2 separate regions of the Neogale vison genome follow, and region 2 is linked to region 1. The links are chromatin contacts, called in public Hi-C maps. All regions are on one chromosome and are shown on one strand. The core of a region is the stretch at or near the end of the contact, and the rest is flanking DNA. Distances in the headings are between cores, read along the strand shown. Region 1 holds the start of PIK3R1 (phosphatidylinositol 3-kinase regulatory subunit alpha). Region 2 has its middle 93 kb from the start of PIK3R1.

What was found. A called contact is a pair of places that touch in the nucleus more often than the background predicts.
Region 2: a contact with region 1 is called in a Hi-C map of fibroblasts, with 4 times the contacts expected there. The contact joins the enhancer-like site here to the promoter of PIK3R1 in region 1. A contact is called at or near these places in 2 of 3 Hi-C or Micro-C datasets (fibroblasts and muscle).

The regions. Positions count from the first base shown.
Region 1 is chr1:220,217,773-220,223,340 of ASM_NN_V1, reverse strand. It overlaps PIK3R1 (phosphatidylinositol 3-kinase regulatory subunit alpha), which reads left to right and starts at 3,086. Exons shown (of 16, transcript XM_044267821.1): 1 at 3,086-3,172. LOC122889549 (vegetative cell wall protein gp1-like) reads right to left here and starts at 3,321. Exons shown (of 1, transcript XM_044224830.1): 1 at 2,608-3,321. The coding sequence starts at 3,321. The coding sequence ends at 2,608.
Region 2 is chr1:220,310,289-220,315,856 of ASM_NN_V1, reverse strand. No RefSeq gene overlaps it. Among named protein-coding and RNA genes, the nearest start is that of PIK3R1, 93 kb to the right of the region's middle. Within about 2 kb of position 2,141, the one cell type or tissue checked has open chromatin away from gene starts, as enhancers often do. A contact at or near this core is called in fibroblasts, where this site is marked.

The DNA.
Region 1 (5,568 bases), core at 1,837-4,336:
AACCTGTATATTGCACATCGGTCACCTGGGGGTTTTGTTAAAATGCAAATTGTGATTCAGTAGGTCTGGGATAGTGCCTAGCATGCTTCATCTCTAAGAACCTCCTAGATGGTGCCGGTGCTGCTGGTTTACAGACCTCTCTTTGAGAAATAAGGCTCAAAGGCATTTGTTGTATTTGCTATATTTTGGCTGTCTTTTTTTTTTAAGAGTTTATTTATTTATCAGAGAGAGAGAGGGAGAGAGAGCGAGCACAGGCAGACAGAATGGCAGGCAGAGGCAGAGGGAGAAGCAGGCTCCCTGCTGAGCAAGGAGCCCCATGTGGGACTTGATTCCAGGACGCTGGGATCATGACCTGAGCTGAAGGCAGCCGCTTAACCAACTGAGCCACCCAGGTGTCCCTATATTTTGGTTTTTGAACCCTAAACTACATACTTGGGTTTTGAGTCTAAAGGAATTATATTCTAGCCCTCACATTATTACAGTAGCTGGAGTGATGGTGGCAAATGAGAAAGTATCCTGCCAGTCATCTTTAGTGAGGACCCCTAGCTTGCTATGACTGCTGGAAGCCTTTCACGTTGCTTGGGGGTCCTTGTCTTTGTTAGGTCTGACTTCAAACCACCTTCATTGTCACCAAATGTATATGACATCCCTTTAAGAAATTGTACATTCTTAGACACTTTGAGCTCCTTGGTGGTAGTGGTAGCACCACGTGGCAGCCAGTAGTTTGGCTGCTACTGAATGGGACGGTGGTGTTTCTGTGGCCATTCAAGCATTTCCTTGCGGTGGTTTTCAGTCTGTGTGCCTAGATGCCCTAGGCCTAGAGCAGAGGCTCTCAAACCTCCTCTTGTGTGAGGCAACTTGCAAGGCTTACTTAAACATTGGGAGGCTCCAGCCCCAGCATTTCTGATTCAGTAAGGACAGAGAATTTGCATTTCCAACACTTCCCCAGGAGAGAATAACAACGCTTGCCCAAAGACCTAGAGGTTCCCCTTGGCCTCACCATGTAGCTTATAAGATTTTATTTAGGAAAAAGCTTTATTTTACAGTCTGGGTACTGCTGTTCTGTTGCTTTTTATTCATAGAAATCAGTGGAAAATGGAAACAAAAAAGCTATTGTTAGTGATGGGGGGGCAGGTATCAATACAGATGAAACAAAGACTGAACTTAGTTTATCAAAAAAGAGCCCTATTGTCCTCCCATGGAATACTCTTTGGACCTAAACTCTGTGGTCCAGTATGATGGAAAAGATGAAAGAAGATATAACATAAATTGCTGAAAACCATCTAAAAAAGGAAACTTAATTAAAGATTTCATGCGGTTTTAGGTTTGGGGGGAATAGAACCCCATCCTAACGATACTAAGTCCCTTTCCAGGATTTCCTCACGTACAAAAAGGAGGAGATGGCTGGTAGGGTTTCTTCAGACCCAAGCCTTAAGGAAATACTGTAAACATCATACCACTTACAGCTCAGCTTATCGGATTGGGTCAAAGTAATTCTATCACAGGATGAGACACCTCATTTCAGTTACAAAGCTCAGGCAAACAATAAATGAGGCCCTCCATTTCATAGAGTAGGTGGAAAGGACGTCGCTTGGGTAAACTTTCAGATTAAGTGGATTCTTAAACATGTGGGTAGCTCTCTGCCTCCATTTCAAGAGACATGTTGGAATAATAGAAAGGCCAATACCTGATACCTGAAGTGGAACTAACTCTTCTGTTAGAGTGTGAGTCACCTTTAAAAATGATTTTATTCTCTGAGGATAATCAAGACAGACATTTCACGGTGTTCTTTACTTCCAACACTCATGGGAATAAGCACCAAATTCAGAGTTTGACAAAAGTTTAAATGCTTGTTTAAAAAAAAAAAAAAGGAATATCCTTGCAAGGAAATGGGGAGAGAGCTAAAGAAAGTGCTCTAGGGCAAGCAGACTGGGTGGGTGCGGATCTCAAAACTGCTGAAAGAGGAATCTGGAAAAAGAGGTCGAAACAGCGGACTCTTAACGGGGCTTAATAGTAAAGGGCAGACAGAACCCAAGTTGCTCGCAGTGCATCTTACCCGTCATTGGAAGGTCTGAACCAACATCACATTTTTTGAGCAACTTAGTAATGATTGTTAGTGGGCTAATCTGCATTTGGAAGCGAATTTATGGGACAGTATAATTTACGAGATCTTCCACTGCCGACACTCTGAGCAAGGAGAGGGGCCATGGTCCGCTTGATCGACCTACATTTGCTCGGTGATGTAGAGGCTGGAAGGGATCAGTCAGCGTGCGCCCTCCTCATTAAACGCTCTTTCCTTTTCGTGGGCCCGCCTGGCTCCTGGTGGCAGCGGTGCCGGGCTGCTGGAGCTCGCGGCAGCCTGCGGGCACCAGCCCCTCCGGCTCACCCTTTCACCCTTCGTTCACCCCCGGGCGCCACGCGGGTGGCGTGGTTTTTCCGCCCACTCCCGAGGCCGTGCTGGAGAGGCTGGGAATTGCATGGCCTTCCCGCCTTGACGAGCCCTGGAATCTGAGTCCTCCCCGCTCCTGGCACTCGGCTAGGGCGCTGAGGGCTCTAAAGAGGCTGGATGGAGTTCGTCTCCAGACACTCTGATTAAAGACGCAGCCCCTAAGTCTGAACTCGCCCTCCACCTCTCTCCCAGCCCCACCGTCTCTGGTCTCGGAGACACCGGCAGCTGGCGATGCCGCGGGCAGGCACAGACCCAGAGCGCTCTACCGCGGAGGTGGCGCGCGGTCCCGCGGTCCGGGGCATCCCCGCGGCCGGGGGCGGAAGGCTAGCCCGGCCGCAGGAAGGGTCCGCAGAACCGGAGCTCCACCCCTCCGGCCGCCCGGCTCGCAGGCCGGCACAGTGAGTGGCAGCGGCGGAGGGCGCGGCGCCAGCGGAGAGGGGCGGAGACGTGCGCGCTGGTTGGCTCGGGCTCGGGGGCGGGGCGCGCTGGGCCGGGCCGGAGGCGGGGCCGGGGCTGGGCGCCGGAGCTCCGGGCTGACGGAGAGGAGTCGCGAGCAGCTGGAGCGGAGTTGGAGGAAGCGGCCGCGACGAGGGCGGCGGGCTAGCGGGTTGGAGCCGCAGAGCTCGGATCGGGAACGACAGGCGGGTCGGGGCCGGGTCAGAGGCGCGTCGGAAGCCGCCGCTGCAGCCTGGGCCCCGCAGAGGAAGGAAGCCGGCCGGCGGGGTAGGTAGGCGGCGGCAGCGGGTCCGGGTGTGTGTGTGCCCGGGAGGGGGAGGCGGTGCGTGCGCGCGCGGCTGCCGCCGTTCTCTTCCTGTCACCAGCCGCCGCTTCTGCAGAGCCGAGCCGGGGGAAAGCGGGCCAGCCGCCGGCATCGCCGGTTCTCGGCCAGCGTTCTGCGTGCTCCGGCGGCTGCTGAGCTCCCGTTTCCCCGGTCCTCTAACGAGCTGGCTCTGCACGCCGCCGGACTCGTTCGTCCCCCGAGTTGCAGGCGATCTCGGGCTTGTCCCCACCCCTTGGTTACCGCACACTTCTGAGGGTCCTTACTGTCGCCTTGCTGCAGTTTTCCGGGGTCCTCCACCGGAGGAGAGCGCCCAGACCGTTGCCTTTGAGTTAGCGGGAAGGAGCGGAGTCTCCCCCGCGTCCTCCAGCTGCAACCAGGGTCGCTGCTCCGGCCGTTCTTCCGAGCGGGTGGGGCGGCGGTGGTCCCCGGAGCTCGCCGGGAGCCCCCGCCCTCCGAAGTTTGCCTTCCTCCTCTTCCGGGGTGGGGGAAGTGCTCCTCGGGGAGGCTGGTCGCTGGGGCCCAAAAGGCGTCTAGTGCCGTCTGGGCCTGGACAGGTTTTTGGAGGCATATTTGATGGGGTCCTCCAACAGCCCGGAAACCCAGCTTTATCGCGGGTCGAGACTGGTGGGACCTGCCCAGCAATATGGAGCCGGCAAGGGAGAGCAAGAGTATGGCAAGCCCGAGCTAAAATATCGTGGGGAATTGTCTGGCAGCCACAGCTCTAACACTTCCCAAGAGCAGAAACTGCCCCGCAGATCACAAGACAAAGAGAACTGAAAAGCTCAGGCTTGCCCCTCCTGTACAGATACATACTTCGGTAACCAGAATTTGAGCATGAACTGGAAGGGTGTGAGTGCAATGGCTGTTACATGTTGAACGCAGAACGCGTGTGAACTGGATTTGGGGAATTTCTTGGGCTTCTCTGAGAGCTATTAATATCGAAAAGGTCTCACTTCCACCGTTAATCCCTGATGGAGCTGCAGCACGGTTGGTAGCCCAGTATGAGTTTACTTTTTATTTGGAGCTTTTATGACTGTGGAAGCAGCACTTTCCCCCCCCTTTTTTCTTTTTCTGTTCTGTTCTTTTTCTCTTTGTCATTCAGTGTGAAGTACGACTGGGTGAAGCAGTTCCGGGTTTTGAGTGCAGCATAAGATTGTCATTTCAGCGTAATGAGGTTCAGGTTTTAGTTGTTAGGCGGGACATTCACAGAGCTTATTGACCCAGGCATTTATGTTGAATTGTATTTAAATGTTTCATTAGCTCGGGTTTCGTTTTGCAACTCTAAAGATGGGTAGGTATTAGCTAGAAAAGATCGGAGAAGACAGGCTCATATCTGAGGCACGTTGTTAAGAGTAATGGATCTTCAAGGTGCAAATCATTGGGAATTTGGTGAGTTCTGCAGAGAAGACCACAAACAGCTTTTATCTGCAAAGAAGAACCCCCTCCCCTCAAAATATCAAACAGGTTTTTGTTAGCTCACACAGTCCTCGAAATAAACAGTTCAAATCAATAGAGGGTAGTTTCTTAGAAACAGAAGTTGCTTAAATTTTGGGAAGCAAGTGTTTTGGTTGTTACAAAGAAAAAACCCTAAAAGTTGTTGGGGGGCAGGCAGTGTCCCTCTAAAGTTTGAGAAAATGTGTTTGGTTTAGAATCAAGCTTTAAACTGGAAAGGTCAGTGGAGGCGACTACCTGCCTTGCAGAATTGTTGGGTTATGTCACTGCTGGCCTCTTCAGCTTTTACATTCCTGTCGCAGGTAGGTAGTAGATAGTACTACTTTATTCCTAACAGTGTATATAGGTTTTTGTGATTGGGAGGAAGATCTGTCTACCTCATATTGGCTTTCAAAGTGTGAGGTGCTTTTGCTTTTTAACTTCCATCCTGATTTGGGACCTGTTCTTGTCAGTTGCATAACAGAACTCTAGTGTACACGTGTCTATCTGCTATTTTATCTGCTTTTGTAAAAGGATGTTATCACTGTGTTCTTTCACATGGGTGATGCTGATAGGGTGAAAAAGCACTTCCCTTCCCTTCAATTAATTATATTGTCTTTTCTTAGCTATTTTTTGAAATTCGTATTTATTAAGATCAGGAAATCCCCACAGTGTATAAAGTTAGTTTTGGGGAACAGAAGTGGTACAATAAATTATGTTAATAGATGTTTTGGTTGTTGGTGGTGGTGCTGGTAGTATGCGTTTATCTTCTGGAAATGCCACTTGCACCTCAGCCGATTTTTGAAGGATTTTGTATCTTAAATGTAAACATACACCATCTGCCTGAATCTTGTGTTGTTAAAAGTGACCATACATGTTAATTACATTTTTCCATAATTGCCATGTA
Region 2 (5,568 bases), core at 892-3,391, 93 kb before region 1:
CACATACCCTCCCCAGTGTCCATCACCCAGCTACCCCATCCTTCTCACCCTCCCACCCCTCCAGCAACCCTCAGTTTGTTTCCTGAGATTAAGAATTTCTTATAGTTTGTCTCCCTCTCTGTTTTCACCTTGTTTCGTTTTTCCCTCCCTTCCCCTATAATCCTGTCTTGTTTCTCAGATTCCTCATATCAGGGAGATCATATGATAATTGTCTTTCTCTGATTGACTTATTTCGCTCAGCATCATACCCTCTAGTTCCAACCACATCATTGCAAAAGGCAAGATTTTGTTTTTTGATGGCCGCATAGTATTCCATTAAACATGTATATCACATTTTCTCTTTTTCATCTTTTTTTAATTTATTTTTCCCACCATAGCATATATTATACACAAAATATAATCTGAAGTTTCAAGAAGCTCTCAGGGAATGAGTCCACCCCAGCACGGTGTGACTTGCTGTGAGAGAAGTCTGGCTGAGCTACCCCTGGAAGAGGAGACAGAGGAAGGCAGGTGAGAAGGGTGCAGGAGGCCTCTGAGGGCTTCCTTGGCATGTTTATGTGCATGGTACTGCCCTCTCAACAAAGAGGGCCATTTGATGGAGGCCAGGGCAGAGCCTTGTCCAATAGGCTGACCCCCGGTGTTGACTGTCACAGTGTTGTTACTCTGTAAGGTTAAAGAGTCCTTGTATTGAAGAAGTCATTCTTATTTTCAGGAATTTATGGACTCCTGTTGCAATCTGTTTCTTTTTTTTTTTTTTTAAGTTTTTATTTATTTATTTGACAGAGAGAGAGAGATCACAAGTATGCAATCTGTTTCTATTAGAGAGATTACTCATTCTTTCTAACGTTTTGTCCCTTCCTAAAAGATGTGCTCATGACCCTTGAGAGAAAAAAAAAAGTCCTTTAGGATGCCATTCTGAAAGTCAAGTTGTTCCTGCCCTCCCCACTGCCATCTGTGTCTTGCTCTGGTCTTCTCTCTCCCAAACCGTGATTCGGTTTCCCTGTGTCACTAAGGCCCAACCAAGGGCCAATTCTACTGTGCTCGTCACCAGTACCATGGATTCAGCTTCTTTCTTCCTTCATCTCTTTTTTTATAAACAAATAATTTGTTAATTTGCCTGAAAAGATAGATCTGTGACCATTTTGCAGGTTTTTTTGTTTTTGTTTTTGTTTTAAATTTAAAGGAGAGAAACCAGGAGAAGAAAGCCCTGCTTTCCCCTTTCAAGACACTTCTCGCACATCATTGTTAGGCGCTCAATCTAGCATGACTTCTACTTTATATATTTGGGTTTCTAAAGAGCTGCGTCACTGTTATCTGCTGAATTTGAAATCATGATTTCCCTCTGAACTGTTCTAATCTAGGCTTTGCCAGCAGATGGGCTTATACCTAAAATAAGACTAGCTTCTCGCCTACTGGTTTTTCTGTTTAAATTCCTTTTTATAGGGGAGATGAAAGCCTCAGGGTTGAAATTTTCACTTCTTCTATGATTACTTGTTGCAGAAGGTTCCAGACTTGAGATTTGTTACAGCTGCAGAATGTGCACCTGCAAAGGCTACACTAAGGCAGTACCCAATCCCACTGTCCATGTCCCATGTTTGCATAGGGTCTGGCAGTCCCAGGCACCCTGTGCCTCTCTCAGTACACCTGCTCATGAGGATTCTAGACACCAGAGTTATACTCCTGCAATAAAGGTCTCTCTTTCAGACCAACCATGTCTTTCAGATTGTGTATACATTCCCCTCTCCTCCTAAGTTTCACCAACGAGGCAACTGTTCTTGTATTAAAATTCCCTCCATATCAATTAAGAATACATTCAGAGTGCCAATATTTCTTGGTGTGAGGAGAGGAGAGTCCAAGACTCATTTTATACCAGAGAAGATGCATTCCGTCAATTGCTGAATTGTTGTTCGGTTTCCCTGATGCAGATGTGCAACTTTGGGGTCCCACTGAGTTTCAGAGAACAACAGACTAAAGATTGAGAGCTGCCACCTTCTTAGCTCTTTGCCCAGGCAGCTCTTGGCCTTTATTGTAAATAAATGTTGATCAGATATTTTAACAGCCAAAGAAATGCCAAGTTATTGGTCTGTCCCGAGAACCCAGTGTCTTGGTTCCCTTCCTTGGAGGTAATGGATAGCTCAGAACTCATCACCTCCTAAAACGAGCTTGTGTTGCTTTTCCCTAATGCGTTCCCTTATCGTTGCCAGCATGCAGGCTCATCAGTCACTTCTTTGTTGACATGTATCCTCCTAAGGTCTTCTCAAGTTGTCCTTCTTCTGACTTGGGATTTTAATTCGGAGAAAAATTTCACTGTAAACGCTCTCTTCCCAAACATGCTAAATAAAACTGAGCTGTGCAACATTTGGTGGCCCCGCCACCCTATTTTACCTCCCCATTCGGAGAAGGGCCAGTTTTCTCTGGTGGAAAGTTGTAAGCATGTGGAATTCGTTACTAGAGGAGTTGGTTCAGGATGTTTCTGATCCTTAAGCCAGTTCCCTAACCATGACAAAACATTCCCCGCAATCTCATCGTGACTCACTTTTATTTTTAAATAACCTCTGGTGTGGAACTTTGTCAAGACTTTTCAAAAGGTTAGAGAAATTATGTCCGCATGCTTACTGACCCTCTCAGAGAATTTTAATAGATTAAGCACATTCTCTCCTAACAGAAATCCCTGGCTATGTTTGCTGAACATCCCATGACTGCCCTGTAATTCGTGGACATGAATGTATCGAGATCTTCACGCGTGCCCATCATGATGTTCGGTCCTACAAGGGGATAGAAAGAATATGAAGACGTAAAGGTGTAAAGGCACAGTCTTTGGCATTAAACAGATTATAGTTGAGTTAGAGAGGCTAAAATAAATCGCAGAATCACTGGTAAAAAAACAACAACAACAACAAACCAACAAGACCTGTAAATGTGGTGGTATTATTAAAGGAGTTCAGAAAGTGAAGAAACAAAGGTCTTCCTAGGAAAATGGGAGAATCTTTGCAGAGGAGAGAGCCCTTAAGTTGGGTCTTGAAAGCTCAGTAGGCTTTATAGAGATGGACAAAAGGGGGAAAGGGGGCTGCATGCGCTTTCAGGCCTTTCAGAAACAAAAGAAGGGGAAGTAGCATTAGCAGAGACTTAGGATCCTCTACCTAGAGTGGAGGAAACACGTGAAGGAGTCTGATAAGTTGAGAGAAACCAAATTAAGAAAGGCTTGGAGCACCCGGCCATCAGAGTTAGAACCTGATATGTTAGGTGGGCAATTAACTGACCTGATATGTTAGAGGGCTATTAACTGACCATAATTAAGAACGTCATAGTGGGGGCGCCTGGGTGGCTCAGTGGGTTAAAGCCTCTGCCTTCGGCTCAGGTCATGATCTCAGGGTTCTGGGATTGAGCACCGTTTTGGGCTCTCTGCTCAGCAGGGAGCCTGCTTCCTCCTCTCTCTCTGCCTGCCTCTCTGCCTACTTGTGATCTCTGTCTGTCAAATACATAAATAAAATCTAAAAAAAAAAAAAAAAGAACATCATAGTGCAGAGAAAAGAACATGTTTGGCAGTGAGAAACAGTTTATTGAGGGGCTATCAAGGCAAGCCAAAATTGAGAACTAAAAAAAATTTTTTACATCAGAATAGCGTAAACGTGAATAAAGACAGAAATGCAGGTGCTCAAGGAGAAATGGAAGACACAGGGAATAGAAATATGGAAATAATGGACATACATTTGTAAAGGAATTACTCCTGGTACCAAAACCGTTGTTTGCTGGAGTCGTCAGAGCAAAGTAGTGCAAACCAGGGGGCCTTCAAATAGCGAATGTATTTTCTCACATTTCCGATGGCTCAGAGTCCAGAATCAAAGTGCTGGCAGGGCCACACTCCCTCGCTCTAACCAGGAGTTCTTCCTCATCCCCTCCAGACTCCGGTGGCTGCTGTCCTGCCTCAGTTTTCCTTGGTTTGTACCCACATCGCTCCAAACTCAGCCTCTATCCCAAGTGGACTTGCTGCCTGTTTGTCTGTGTCTGTGTCCTCATGTAGGCCCACACTAATCTAGTATGACTTCCTCTTAACTCACTACATCAGAAAAGACCCTATTTCCAAACAAGGTCCCCTGCTGAGGTCTACGTGGCATGAATTTGGGAGGAATACCATTCAACCAGCACACAGAAGGAAATCCAGAAAGCATATGGAGGGGCTAGTCTTACAGGACCTCAAGGAGAGGAAAGTGTAGTTGGTGGGGGTGGGGAGGACTGTTCTCTGTCTCATATTTGTGGCTGGGCCAAAAAATTAACTGACAATACAGATTAACGAAGAAAAGCACCCACATTGCCTTTAATATTTTTATGTGTACACAGGAGTCTTCAAGAAGAAAATGAAGACTCAAAGAAGCCAGTAGTCCAAAAAGCTTACAGAACTATCAACTATTGTTTTATTTAAATTGTTCTTACATTCAGGGGATCTGATAACTTGGGGCAGAGGAGAGGAAGGAGGTAGATCCTCCTCTTTGAAATCACTGCTGCTGTCCAGCTCACTGACTGTGAGTGAAGAGATGAGGGAAGTCAAGTCCTTGCCCAATAACATGTTTTGTTCAGGGAGAGGGTGAGTGAGAACTGAGCCCATTCACGTGGGGAGCAGTGATCTTCCCTCCCGCTATGCTTGAAAGCCAGGCTTGGTGTGGCATCCTTGGTCATCCTCAGTAAATGAGAGCCTCTTTCCACAGCTACTTTCACAACATTTTGGGAACATTCAGGCAGCTGTCGTTGGTATTGTAAACCTCCCACAGCAGTAACAGACACCAGGTCTCCTGGTAGTGCTGAGTAGAGGGGCCAGAACTGCTGGCTCACCCAAGTTTTCCTCACAATACATTTGAATATAAACTGTCTGGATCAGGTTGGCCCTGCCGTTGGTTCCTGTTACTGAGACACGTGTAAAGCCACACCAAACAACTAGATCCCTCTTGGATCACTTTTGCCACCACAGTCTGTCAGACATTTTTCCAAGGACCCAAATTCTGTCACCCTGGAAAGTGTCAGAATCAAACGTAAAACTCCATGAGCTGTGCTCATTATTGCAGGTATGTGGCATATCAGTAAAAAGTTGTCTGTGGATGAACCATGTCATGTGTAAGCACTGAGGATGGATAGAAATCCACCCGCCATTCAAGTGGAGATCTCTTGAACCACGTTGAGCAGACATTGAGTTCACCTTAAAAAAGAGGCCACTTCCTCTGCCTTCAGTCCCAGGTTTTTACATTTGACATTCCTGGTGTCTCCAGTTTTCTTTTCTTTTCTTTTCCTTTTTTTTTTTTTTTAAAGATTTTATTTATTTATTTGAGAGACAAAGAGAGAGAATGAGAGAGAGATAACATGAGTGGAGAGAGGTCAGTGAGAGAAGCAGACTCCCTGACGAGCAGGGAGCCCGATGTGGGACTCGATCCCGGGACTTCAGGATTGTGACCTGAGCTGAAGGCAGTCGCTTAACCAACTGAGCCACCCAGGAGCCCCAGGAGTTTTCTATGTAGTTATTTTTTATATTAGTAGGTTTTGGTAAAAATATTTCTTTTCTGTTAATTTAGCGAATCTGGG